2 separate regions of the Mus musculus genome follow, and region 1 is linked to region 2. The links are chromatin contacts, called in public Micro-C maps. All regions are on one chromosome and are shown on one strand. Each heading gives the region's core, a stretch centred on a gene start, on an enhancer-like site or on the middle of the called end of the contact. The rest is flanking DNA. Distances are from core to core; before and after follow the strand shown. Region 1 has its middle 38 kb from the start of Gm26962. Region 2 overlaps Cmtm6 (CKLF-like MARVEL transmembrane domain containing 6).

Region 1 (6,331 bases), core at 792-3,291, 480 kb after region 2:
ACATCTTTTTTCCCTTTATGTGAGCATCAACTATCAATTCCCCTCTTTCTTTTCACATGTATGCACGTGTGTGTGCATGTCCACGTAGCAGCTCTGGGCTGTATGTTGGGACTCTTCCTCCATCACTCAGCATTCTGCTTTGGGGCAGGCTCTCTCAATCAAGCCCAGAACTTCTGAAGCCAAAGCCACTGGAGGTAACAGGCGGTGGCTACATCTACATGTCATTTACATGGGTTCTAGGGGTCTGAACCCCACTTCTCCTGCTTCTGTAGCAGGTCTTTTAAATGCAAGGCCATCTTCTCAGCCCTATTTTGTGTTCTTTTGACAACTTCAAAGAATGTTGACTGTAACTAGGGTATGTGTATCTTCAAATCACACTAACGCCAAGCCATTTGAATACCCACCAATAAGAGTCCATTTTTAGACATTCTCCAATGCTTAGTGAGCCTGGTGTATATTACATTTGTTTCTGTTTATTTGCCATTTTGATTTCTTCTGTTAAGGTCTCATGATGATCTACCATATGCCTTCCTTTGGTTCACAAGTTCCTTCATCAGATTCAGGGCAGAGGGATGACAATTCCTTGTTTTGCCAAGATGCCAGGACATGCCTGTGGGCCACTGAACAGAGGCACAATCTGCACAAGCTGACTTAAGGCTTCAGTGTCAGGATATGGTAGTTTAAGAACACAGAACCGGATCAGTAGAGAAATCACTTTTTGGTCAGTTTCAACACTGAGCCAATTAAATGGAAGAAGCAAGTCTGTGAATAGTGGTGCTGAGTTGATGAAGTGAAACTAATTGAGTCCTGCAAAAATCAGCACATTACAGCACACACCCAGTGCGATGGGCGATGTTACACAACCAGGCTACAGGAGTTGGCAGGCTCGCCCGTGGCTAGGTTTCCCTGAATCCCACTTGCATCTTCCTTGGAGAGAGGGCTGTCACTGACTCCAGTTAGCGCCCATCTTTTGCAATGTTTGTCACTGTGCTTTTCTTCACAGGGCTAGAGTGCCATTTTCTAAAACTTTCCCCTCCGCCTCCACAGGCCTGAGTTTCTGATCCAGGCTAATCATTGCCAACGGAGAGTCATATGAGGAGGATGATCACATGGTGAGTCATGGTGGCTTTTAACAGCAAGGACAGCTGAGGTCACCAAGTACACATTACTCTCAGCTAGTCGCTCTGGCTACCCAGGATACCTTCAGTTTTTGGTTTGGTCCCCAGCCTTTTACCAAAGCCATCTGAGCACAGCAGACACCTGATATTCCAACCCAAGTGCTTCCAGGTTGCTTTCAGAACTAGAAACCAGGCCCCGAATGTGTCATACTTCCCAAGGAGGATTCTGAGATTGTGGTTGTGTTCAGGGACACAACTTTGATAGTGTCCATTAAACTGAGGCGGCAGAAGAGATGTAAGAAGCAGGTGCTACACGCGCTCTGAGAGCCAAAGGGACAGTTTGTTGTGAGAGTTCCCTCTGACAGCGGGAGCCTAGAGGACAGACCACAAAAGCCCAGCAAAGATCGCTGGAAAATCTGTACACAAGAATCCTATTGCAAGATGAACACAGGCCAGTATACCAGAGGAAAGACATATTCTGAGAGAAAGCCAGCATTTGGGGCCATTTTCCTGGGAAATTGGAAGAGGCCAAAGAGATGTTCATACCTTTACAGGATGAGAAAAAAATGTGTATACTCACGTATCTGGCTGAAGTCTTTGCACAGCTTCACCTTGGGAGCAATGAGAGCAGGGCCAGAATTGTGTGTTTAGTCCTTAAACTGGGTTCAGGTGATTCTGCCTTGGGAAATTTCCCTACTTCTCCAGCAGATTCTCAAACAATCTCCTGCGAAGTAAAACCAGAGCCCCGGCCTACACTTACCCATACAGCTGCTTTTTCTTTTTTTTGGTCCTGGAACTCACTCTGTAAACCAAGCTGGCCTCAAATTCAGAAATCCGCCTGCCTCTGCCTCCTGAGTGCTGGGATTAAAGGCGTGTGCCACCACACCCTGTTCTTAATAGAATGCTTGTACCAGCAAAGCCCCCATTTTACATAGATAAGACCATAGATAACAACCTACATGAGAAAGCCCATGCAACAGAACAGACTCTCTAGGTACTGGAGGTAGGAGACACAACTTAAGAACATGCTCACTTTTAAACAGATCTATGGATTTTGTCATATCATGGCTGACAAGGCTGTTGAGCAGATAAAGGGGCGTGCTGCCCGCCAAGCTTGAATTTGAGACCCAGCACACACATAGTACTGATTCAAGTTGTCGTGTGACCTGTACGTCAAAGTCCAAGTCCTTAAATTCAAATATTTAAAAAGTTCTAAGTCTTTTAACTATGGGTTTCTATGTATTAAAAAAAAAGTTAAAGACTTAGTTTAAGAGAACCAGGGCAATAACAATCAACTTAAAGCAAACCCCAAATCAACTGTATAAATAGCTCAGTGTCTGACACTTGGGACTTACTCATCTTCTGGGTTCCAAAGGGCTTGGGCAGCCTCTCTCACATCTCTGGTTTTGTTGTCAGCAGCACTTGCAGGTTATCTTATATGCTCAGGCTGTCTGTACTCAACACCAGCTACTGTCCATGATGGTCACCCTATGAGCTTGGCATTTCCAATCTGCTAGAGTTTCCATAGCAACTGAGGCTGCACCTTTAATGGTCTCCTGGCTTCTCTTTGGGGACTCTTAACTGTGCTGTATGGTGCTAAGCTTTGGCTTGGCTTTTCTCCAGTCTCCCACTGCAATTGAGGCTGCGACATCTCCAATGGCTTCTCCTAGCCCCAACTCTCAGCCACTATGACCCTCTCATGCCTTCAATACCTGTGCCATATGGGAGACCCTTTACACATCACCAAGTTTGGCTACCGGGATGAGATGGAGCCTTGGCCCACTCTGGAACTCAGCTGTGTACTAACCCTGAAAAAATAGTTCCCACAAGATTTTACCTCATTGATGCCGATCTTTTATGAATCGGAGATGATTCTTCAGCCCAAGCTGACCAGAAACAACAGATTCTCCTTTTAAAAACATATTTATTTAATGTGAGTACACTGTTGCTCTTCAGAGACAACAGAAGAAGACATCAGATCCTGTTACAGATGGTTGTGAGCCACCATGTGGTTGCTGGGAATTGAACTCATGACTTCTGGAAGAGCAATCTGTGCTCTTGCTGAGCCATCTCTCCAGCCCCAACAACAGATTATTAATTCAAATATACCACATGCATAGCCCTGATCGTTTTTTGCTTCCCTTGAGACTTACAATCCAGGGTTCTATAGTCTGGATTTCTCTTAACATTCTCAATCTTCAAAAACTCCCACAAAAGCTCAAAGCTTTCAACACTCAATGACTTTTCCAGCCCAAAGTTTCAAACTCTTCCACAATCTTCCCTCGACAGCTGTGTCACAGCAATGGCCCACTGTCTGTTTTATCACAGCAACAGACAAAAAGAAAGGGCTCATTCTATCTTCCAGGTTAGAATTCATCATTGAGGGAAGACAGGCCAGGAACAAGGCAAGAACAAAGCAGACGCTAGAGCAGTTTTGTTTACTGGATTCTTCCTTCTACAACCGGGGACCACTTTTCTGGGTGGCAAGCCTACAGCGGGTTGGACCCTCCTCCATCAATCGGTAATGACCCACAGGCATGTTCCCATGACACTGTGATAAAGACATTTTCTCAGTTGACATTCCTCTTCCCAGGTGACTGTGACAGGTTGACAAAAACCACACAGACATAAAATCAAACACTTATACCATCATGGTGGTACATGCTTGTAATCCACCACTCAGAAGCCTGATGCGGGCCATGAGTTCAGGGCAACCCAGACTAGAGTAAGACCCTCTGCCAAATACAAACCTCAAAGTGTTTCTGATTAATTTGCTTCGTTTGATCAAAGGTATCTGCAGAGATTATATCCATGGCAAATATCAGTGGCTTTCCCAGTGAGAGAGAAGCCAGACAACAAAGTACAAACCAATTACAAAGAAAACAAAACCACCACTGTTGCCAAGTGACAGGGCCAACTGTATGAACCCCTGAATGGCAGAATGCCGATAACAAGGTCAAATAAAACCTCATGGTGTAAGAACACATGCTTTTATAGTCTAATAAGGAGAAATTAAATATTTATGACATATTTACCAAAAGTCACAAACTAGGATACTGGCTAATAGAAGCCATGAAAATACAAAAGACTTTTTAAAAAAGAAGTCAACCAAACCTTTTTTTGAGGCAGTAAGGTCTCTAGCTCAGGAGTGGCCTTGAACTCACTAAGAAGCTGAAGGTGAACTTACTCCTGCATCAAGTTCCCAAGTGCTGGGGTTACAACATGTTAGCCATCATGGTTAAAATATACATACACATCTATACTTCTGTGAATGGGTTTATGTGTTTGTATACATGTCTGAGTACCCAGAGAAGCCAGAAGAGGGCGTCATATTCCCCGAAACTGCAGTCACGAGTAGTTGCGGGCTGCCCAGTATGGGTGCTAAGAACCAAGAGGTCTCTTGTAAGAGCAGCAAGCACTCTTACCCTCTGAGCTATCACCACAGCCCCTAAAAGAGAAACTTTAGGCATACATGTCACAACAGTTGCCACCAACAAACATGCATTTTACAGTGTACGCAACATGGGAATCCTGGGTGGAAGGCAAAGGAGAAAAGGCGTTGGCAAATTTCCTAGAACCAGACACAGGACAGACATGGTCTTTGTGGCTTTACAAAAAGGATTTTTCTTAAAAAAAATTTTTTTTTTAGCATTACATATTTATATTTATTGTGTATGTGTTTTGGGGTGGGGTGGGCATGTGTGTTGATCAGAAGATAAATTGAAGGGGGTCTGTTCTCTCCTTCATTATGTGCACCCCAAGGATTGAACCCAGGTTTCAGCCAGCAGGTACCTTTACCCACCAAGTCAGCTCATCAGCCTATAAAAAGATTTTTTTTTTTAAAAAACAAGGTACAGAGAACCATATACATAAAAAAGACTTCAAAAGATTAATCCCTAACAGCCCGCAAGATGAACAGCGGTGACCTCTTAGCTCCACCTTCTTGGTGAGCCAAGGCAGGCGGGGTAAATGCAAGGAATCATTTGCTCTCACTGTGCTGGGTGCAGCAGCTCGTCACCTCCACATGGGAGGCCGAGCAAGAGGAGGGGAAGTGAAAGGCTGCAGGGCATGGAAGCAATGGACAGGACTCCAACCATGGGCGAAGCGTGAGAGAAGAGATCAGGGACGTAAGCAGCAAGAGGTGGAACGGTCTTCTTGGCATTATTTGCAAATGTCCATCAGCCAACCAACACCACAATGGATGTGTATGTTTGAGCAAGCGGTGGAGAGACGGGAGTATTACATATTGATGAAAATCAATCTTCCATTGAGTCCAACAATCAGGATGCATTTACAAACGCTGCAGGAAAGCTGACTAGGCAATGCCTGTCTATATGCTCCATGATCCCACTTCCATAGCCCAAAGAGTAGGTACACTTACTGATGCTTAGAGAGAAATACTGAGGTAGGAAGGGCAGGATTCATTGCTGGCAGTGGCTGGGAGGACATAGGAGCAGCTTCAAGAATGCTGCCTGCCTCTCCTGGGGTGATCCTGGCTGGGGGTATAAATCCTCCACCTCTTTAACACACCACCTCATTAGCTTGTTTTCTTGGTCTTCCCACTGCACTGCAGGCTGCGGCTGAAATGCTTGGCTGCCTATTTCCCCACCTCAGCAGGGTTAAGGCTAGCAAGGCAAACGGACAAAAAAACCACGAGAAGCACCAGCCAGATGAAACTGGCAGATCGGTTGTCTAATGGGGTATGTACACTCAGCAGCACTACACGGTGTCCGTGCTGGGCAGCGGGAGCAGAGGGCATGGCAGCTGCTGCTTCAGGCACATCCTACCTTAGTTTTTGAGCTCTTTCTGAACCTGAAGCTCAATAATTCAGTTACAATGGTTGGCCAGTGAGCTTGAGTCTCTTCCCTGCCCTTAGCACACAGGTCACAGCTTGGTGGTGGTGTAACCGGGGTGCTGGGGGATCAAGCCAAGGTCCGATGACCAGCACTGAGTCATGACCCTCCCCAGCCCCGATCTATATATGGACTTCAGAGCAATTTTTGGCTAGTGTGTAGTATATGCCAGGCGAGTGTCCAACCAATGAGCAACAATGCCAAGGCTATAACAATTTTTCAACAGGAAGCAACAGCTCCAGATCTTAGGGTCTGAGGGTCGCTTGACTAGCAACACTATAAAACAGTTGACAGTTTCACTGTCTAGTCTTTGGCCTCCTGCTCATCACTCAGGCACTCCGAATGCCACACTGTAAACTA
Region 2 (5,646 bases), core at 3,144-5,643:
AATAGTGCCTTCCTGGAGAACTAGTTTCTAACTCTCAGGCCCTTGGGGACATTGCATCTCAGTAGTAGGTGCCTCTCTACCTGTGTTTGGCTTGTTCATGATTGGCAGACACTCTGCCTGGCTCTGCACAGCAGCGGCTCAGCATCAGCATCCAGCTGCTTGCTGTGTGTTAGTTGTCTCACAGCTGAGGGCTCTGCCTCGGCTACTTCAGGCTTTCCGGTTAGGAAGATAATTTGGTCACTTGTGTCTGTGGCCACTCTTAGAATTTTCTCTTTTGAGGGAACCTGTGACTGGTTGGCTTTTGCATTCTATGGAGGGAGATGGGGTTAAAGACTGTGGCAACACACACCCTCCAGAAGAGCTGGGACCAGAGACTGTCAGCACAGAAAGGACAATGTCTTTTTTAGTAGCTGTGGCAGACTTGAGTTGCTGTAATTTATACAAATTGTTTAGAATGGTTTTTAAGACTAAGAAGGGAAATATACTTATTGCACAAGACTTTTATAATTACTATACTTAAATTATGCTCTATGTGGGGACTGAGAAGTGTATTTCTACGTTGCTTATATCTGATCACTTTTGTATTTGTTGATTTAAAGCCTGTGGGTCTTTTTTTTAATCACTCTTAATATCAACTTTTATAATCTTTTAAAATAAATCCTCTTAATTCCAGTGTTTGTGCCTTCACAGTTGTTCATTAATTACAGACTTATTTAGATGAGGCCCTCACTTGAGGGGTTAGCTGTCCCCATGTCTGTACGTGTCCAATACACGGGCTGTCTTCTGGAGAGTGGGATTCGGACTTAAACATCATGTTTGTCGGCTGTGGCAGCACAGGAGTCTCCAATGCCATCACTTAGGGCTGAAGCAGGAAGGTCACCAGCTTAAAGCCAACCTGGTTTACATAGCAGGGAAAATACTGTAAGAGCTAGCTGTGGTGGAGGCAGATCTGTGTAAGTTTAAGGCCAGCCTGGGCTACAGAGTGAGTTCCAGGTCAGCCAAATAAATAAATGAAAACAAAAATATACTTTTTAGGGAATCCCATGGCATGAATTATAGAAGAATACTAGACATCGGGTGGTTTTAAATCCCTCCCCCCCTTTTCTTTCCTCTTCCTTTCGCCTCTCTCTCCTTTCCCTTCTGTTCTGACACAGGGTCTCATGTAGCCCAGGCTGGCTCCAAACTCACTCTGTCGATGAGGATGACACTGACCTCCAGGTCCATCTGTACTTGCTTCCCAGATTCTGGGGTCACAGCTGCATGTCACCTCCACCTAAATCATTGTAAGAATGAAGTTTTGGACTCTGCTTAACACCCTAGATGTGGCTCCTGTGCTGTGGACAGATAGAGGCATCTGTTTGGGACAGCTCAATCACTGGACAGTGCGAAGCAGAGCCAGGGCGTCGTTGTGCTAAAGCAGAACTATTTGTGGAGTTTGTAAAATTCCTGCCTCCAGTCCCTAGAGAATAACAGGATCTTTATAGTTAGTCCTCAGAAATTCACTGGGATTTGTACATTCTTCAGGTTTTTTGTTTGTTTGTTTTTTGTTGATAAAAAACATTGTATCAATATGCAGCCAGCTGCAAAGAGCAGAAGACCTAAAGCAGGGAATGCCGACAGTAAAGCATTCCTGGTGGCGGGCGGCCTGTGAGGCTGGGGCAGGGGGATCGCTAATGCCCACCCATTTTCTGCTGAGACTTCTGTCCACAGAGTTGAGACTTTACAGTCACAGGACTGTCCAGAGGTGAGGAAGGGTTGTTGATTCTCCAGAGTTCCCCATGAGCCCTTAGTGGGTTTGACTCATTTTGCAGGTGAGTTCAAGGTTGCGCTTGCTGACTGTGATTAATGCACTGTGACTAGAGTAACATAATCTAGACCCCCGTCCCCACGCCACACACGCACACACCAGTATGAAAATACCTGGATTTAAAGCTGCCCTCTACCTATCAAAGTTGGTTTTGCTAACAGAGGAACGGGATCATCATGTGAGACTGAAGACAATGTTGGATGCACTGATTACACCAGGCAATGGTGGCAGACACCATTGATCCCAGTATTTGGGAGGCAGAGGCAGGTGGATCTCTGTGAGTTCAAGGCCAGCCTGGCTTAGACAGCAAAGCCAGGGCTATACAGAGAAACTGCCTTGAACTGCCCAAACCAAAAAGCCCAACCAGCCCCCAGTTTATAAAGCACTTATTATGGTCTGGGAAATGGTCCAGACAATGCTTGCAAAGTTGCAAAGACTTGAGTTTGAACCCCAGAACCTACCTAGAGCCAGGTGTGGTTGCATATGTTGCAATGGGGAGGCAGAGATAGGTGGCTGCCTGGGGTTTTTGACCAGCCAGTGTGGCCTGCCTGGTGAGCTCCAGGCTGATGAGATCTGGCTCCCAGGAAACTCTGGTTTCTTCTGGTCTACACACCCATGTGCTTATGCATGTTCACACATGTGTACTGCACACATGAACGTGTGTGAACACACAATTGTAGTCTTGACCGCTCTGAGATGTCTTTTTTTTTTTTTTAGGCTAAATTATAGTTCTATAAGTAATATGCATCACAGAAACTTTTTAAAATAAAGGCAGCTGTAAAAGGCAGCAAGGATTCTCATTACCCCAACTTATTTATTTATTTATTTATTTATTTACTTATTTACTTATTTATTTATTTATTTTCGAGACAGGGTTTCCCTGTATAGCCCTGGCTGTCCTGGAATTCACTTTGTAGACCAGGCTGGCTTCGAACTCAGAAATCTGCCTGCCTCTGCCTCCCAAGTGCTGGGATTAAAGGCGTGCGCCACCACCGCCCGGCACCCCAACTTATTTTTAATGTTCCTATATGTCTGTGTATGTGCATGTTACAGTGCCTGTTAGAAGTCAGACTTGTGGGAGGCAGGGCTCTTTGTCCACCATGAGGGAGACCCAGGATCCAACTCAGCAAATGCCTTTTTTTTGCTGAACATATTCACCAGCCCTTTAAACAAATTTTTGTGGGGGGCTGGAGAGATGGCTCAATGGTTAGGAGCATTGTCTACTCTTCCAGAGGTCCTGAGTTCAATTCCCAGCAACCACACAAGGTGGCTCACAATCATCTATAATGGGATCTGATGCCCTCTTCTGGCATGCAGGTGTACATGCAGATAGAGCACTCGTGTATAAAATAAAATGTTTATACAGTCCTCAACATTTTGTATTTGTATTTTTTGTTGTTCTTCCTCCCGCCTCTCTCAGCAGGGAACTTCTGATCTTTCTGCTTCCACCTCCCAGTGTTGGAATAACAGACATGTTATATAACCTACGTGGTGGCTCACAACTATCTGTCACTTCAGCTCTAGGGGAGTTGACACCCTAACCTGGCCTCTGTAGGTACCATGTGTGCATGTTTGCACACATGCATGCAAGCAAAACACTCAAACACATAAAATAAAAATAATAAATGTTTTAAAAATAAGGAGATGCCCAACACAGTGGTGTACACTTATAATCCCAGACTGAGAGGCTGAGACAGGAGGATCATTATGAGTTCCAGGGCAGCCTGGGGTACATAGGTACAGAGTAAGACCCTATTTTTTTTCTTTTTTGAGACAGAGTTTGACCCTATATTCCTGGCTGTCCTGGAACTCACTTTGTAGACCAAGCTGGCCTTGCACTCACAGAGATCCACCTTCCTCTGTCTCCCGACTCCCGAGTGTTGGGATTAAAGGACTGTGCCTTTATCTCCACTGAGACCCTATCTTTAAAATAAATTAAGGATGTGGGAGAGAAGGTGTGGCTTGAGGCCAGTAGGGTGACAGGCAAATAAAGCCACCAAGGCTACACGGGGATGTCCCCTGCTGACATATGAACTCATGTGCTCTAGAGTAGAACTAACATAAGAAAAGCAACTGTGTGGTGATCGGTGGTTCCGGAAGTGATGGTGGAAAGAGAAAGATGGGCGCAAGAGACGATAAGCATCATGTGATGGCTAATCTTGGTTGTCAACTCGGCCACATCTGCAATCTACGAGAACCAAAGTATCTGGGCAAGCCTGTGTCCCCTGCAAGCCACTCTAATAAATCCTGTGTGTGTGCGCGTGCTTGAGAGAGAGCTATCTCTCTCGAGAAATTAAGGGGAAAGCTAATCTGAAGGTAGGAAGGGGACGGCCAGGCGTGGGCCAGTGGTTATTGTGTGCCCTGAATGGAAGACTATGACTAATCTGTGCGTCCACAGAAGTGTGCACATCTCTGCTCTACGTCAGAACCTCAGCCTCTGCTCTGGCCGGGCAGGAGTGGCAGTGCGTTCCTCTGGTCGCCAGGGGGCGCGCGCTGCACGAGTGGGCGCAAGTCGGTGGCCTCCACCTAAGGGTGGAGTTTCTGCAACTAGGAAGTAGAGCGCGGTTGGGAGGAGAGGCTGCTGCAGGCATGCACAACTGCGGCAGGGGAGGGAGGCTTCCGCCTGGCGAGGCCGCAGAGGAAACAGCTGGCAGCCCTGCGGGCCTCAGCAGGACTTCCCCGCTTTACCGCCAGGACACGCGCGGGGTCACTTGCCAGTGGGCGAGCCGGCCGGGTGTGCCCCCAGACAGGGCTTGTTTGGTTTCAGCTTCGTTTCTAGGTTTCGTTGGCAACGTTTCCAGATTGGGAGATGCTTAGCTAGAAGGCCCAGATTTCCAATTTTCTGGGTCACTGGGGCAGCTGGCATCAGTGAGCAGCTGGCAGCCCTGGGCCAGCTGCCACCTCCGAAGCGAAGCGCCCAGAAGGCAGGATCTGCCGCAGTTTAGAGAACCCTGACTGATCCGGACAGCGATCATCCTCAGGTGGTAGCCAATCGGTTGTGTGTGTGTGTGTGTGTGTGTGTGTGTGTGTGCGCGCGCATGAGGATATTTTTTATTTTTGCAGTTTTTCTAGATACATAAGAAGACAGTAAAATCTTAGGAACCTACTGACTGTCCTCACCTTCCCAGGAGGTAGTGAGTATTTTCTGAGGGGAAGCCTCTTGGAGCTGGTCACCCAGGCCATTGTAAGGTTAGAAGCATCTTTCATACCGGTTTCTTACAAACTTTTAAAAAAATGTTCAACTATTATTAATATATATATATACACATATATATACATATGTGTATATGTATATATGTATATATATATATATATAGTCTCTCTGTGTTAGTTCTGGAACTCACTTTTTTGGGATCGTGGTGGCTTAAATTTTTGGGTTTTTTGCTTGTTTGTTTTGTTTAATCCCAGCACTTGGGAGGCAGAGGCAAGTGGATCACAGAATTTAAGGCTAGCCTGGTCTACAGAGCTAGTTTCAAAACAGCCAAGGCTACAGAGAAACCCTGTTTCAAAAAGACCAAAACCAAAACAACAAAAGATACCTTAAAATGATTTTTACATTTTTACTTTTTTATTTATTTTATTTTTTTTGAGACAAGGTCTCCCTACGTGTAGCTATGCTAGCTTCAGACTTAGCATCTTCCTGCCTCAGCCTCCAGAATGCAGGAGTTACACAACACTTACCTTTTTGTTTTTAGTAAAGGTTGGTCTATCCTGGCCTGCCCTTGGTTGAATTCCGATCCTCCTGTCTCCACTTCTGCCTTGTTATTATGAACGGACCACCACAGGCTTCTTCACTGAGGGCATGTTTTGCATGCTGGATGAGCACTCTATTAAGTGAA

What was found. A called contact is a pair of places that touch in the nucleus more often than the background predicts.
Region 1: a Micro-C map of the G1E-ER4 cell line shows a contact between it and region 2, with 3 times the contacts expected there. The contact joins two enhancer-like sites. A contact is called at or near these places in 2 of 484 Hi-C or Micro-C datasets (both in the G1E-ER4 cell line) and 1 of 115 datasets of contacts at active chromatin or transcription factors (bone marrow-derived dendritic cells).

The regions. Positions count from the first base shown.
Region 1 is chr9:115,235,585-115,241,915 of GRCm38.p6, forward strand. No RefSeq gene overlaps it. Among named protein-coding and RNA genes, the nearest start is that of Gm26962, 38 kb to the left of the region's middle. Within about 2 kb of position 2,042, at least 77 of the 459 cell types and tissues checked have an H3K27ac peak or open chromatin away from gene starts, as enhancers often do. A contact at or near this core is called in the G1E-ER4 cell line, where this site is marked.
Region 2 is chr9:114,748,673-114,754,318 of GRCm38.p6, forward strand. It overlaps Cmtm6 (CKLF-like MARVEL transmembrane domain containing 6), which reads left to right. Exons shown (of 4, transcript NM_026036.3): 4 at 1-671. Among named protein-coding and RNA genes, the nearest start is that of Gm9888, 16 kb to the right of the region's middle. Within about 2 kb of position 4,394, at least 226 of the 459 cell types and tissues checked have an H3K27ac peak or open chromatin away from gene starts, as enhancers often do. A contact at or near this core is called in the G1E-ER4 cell line, where this site is marked.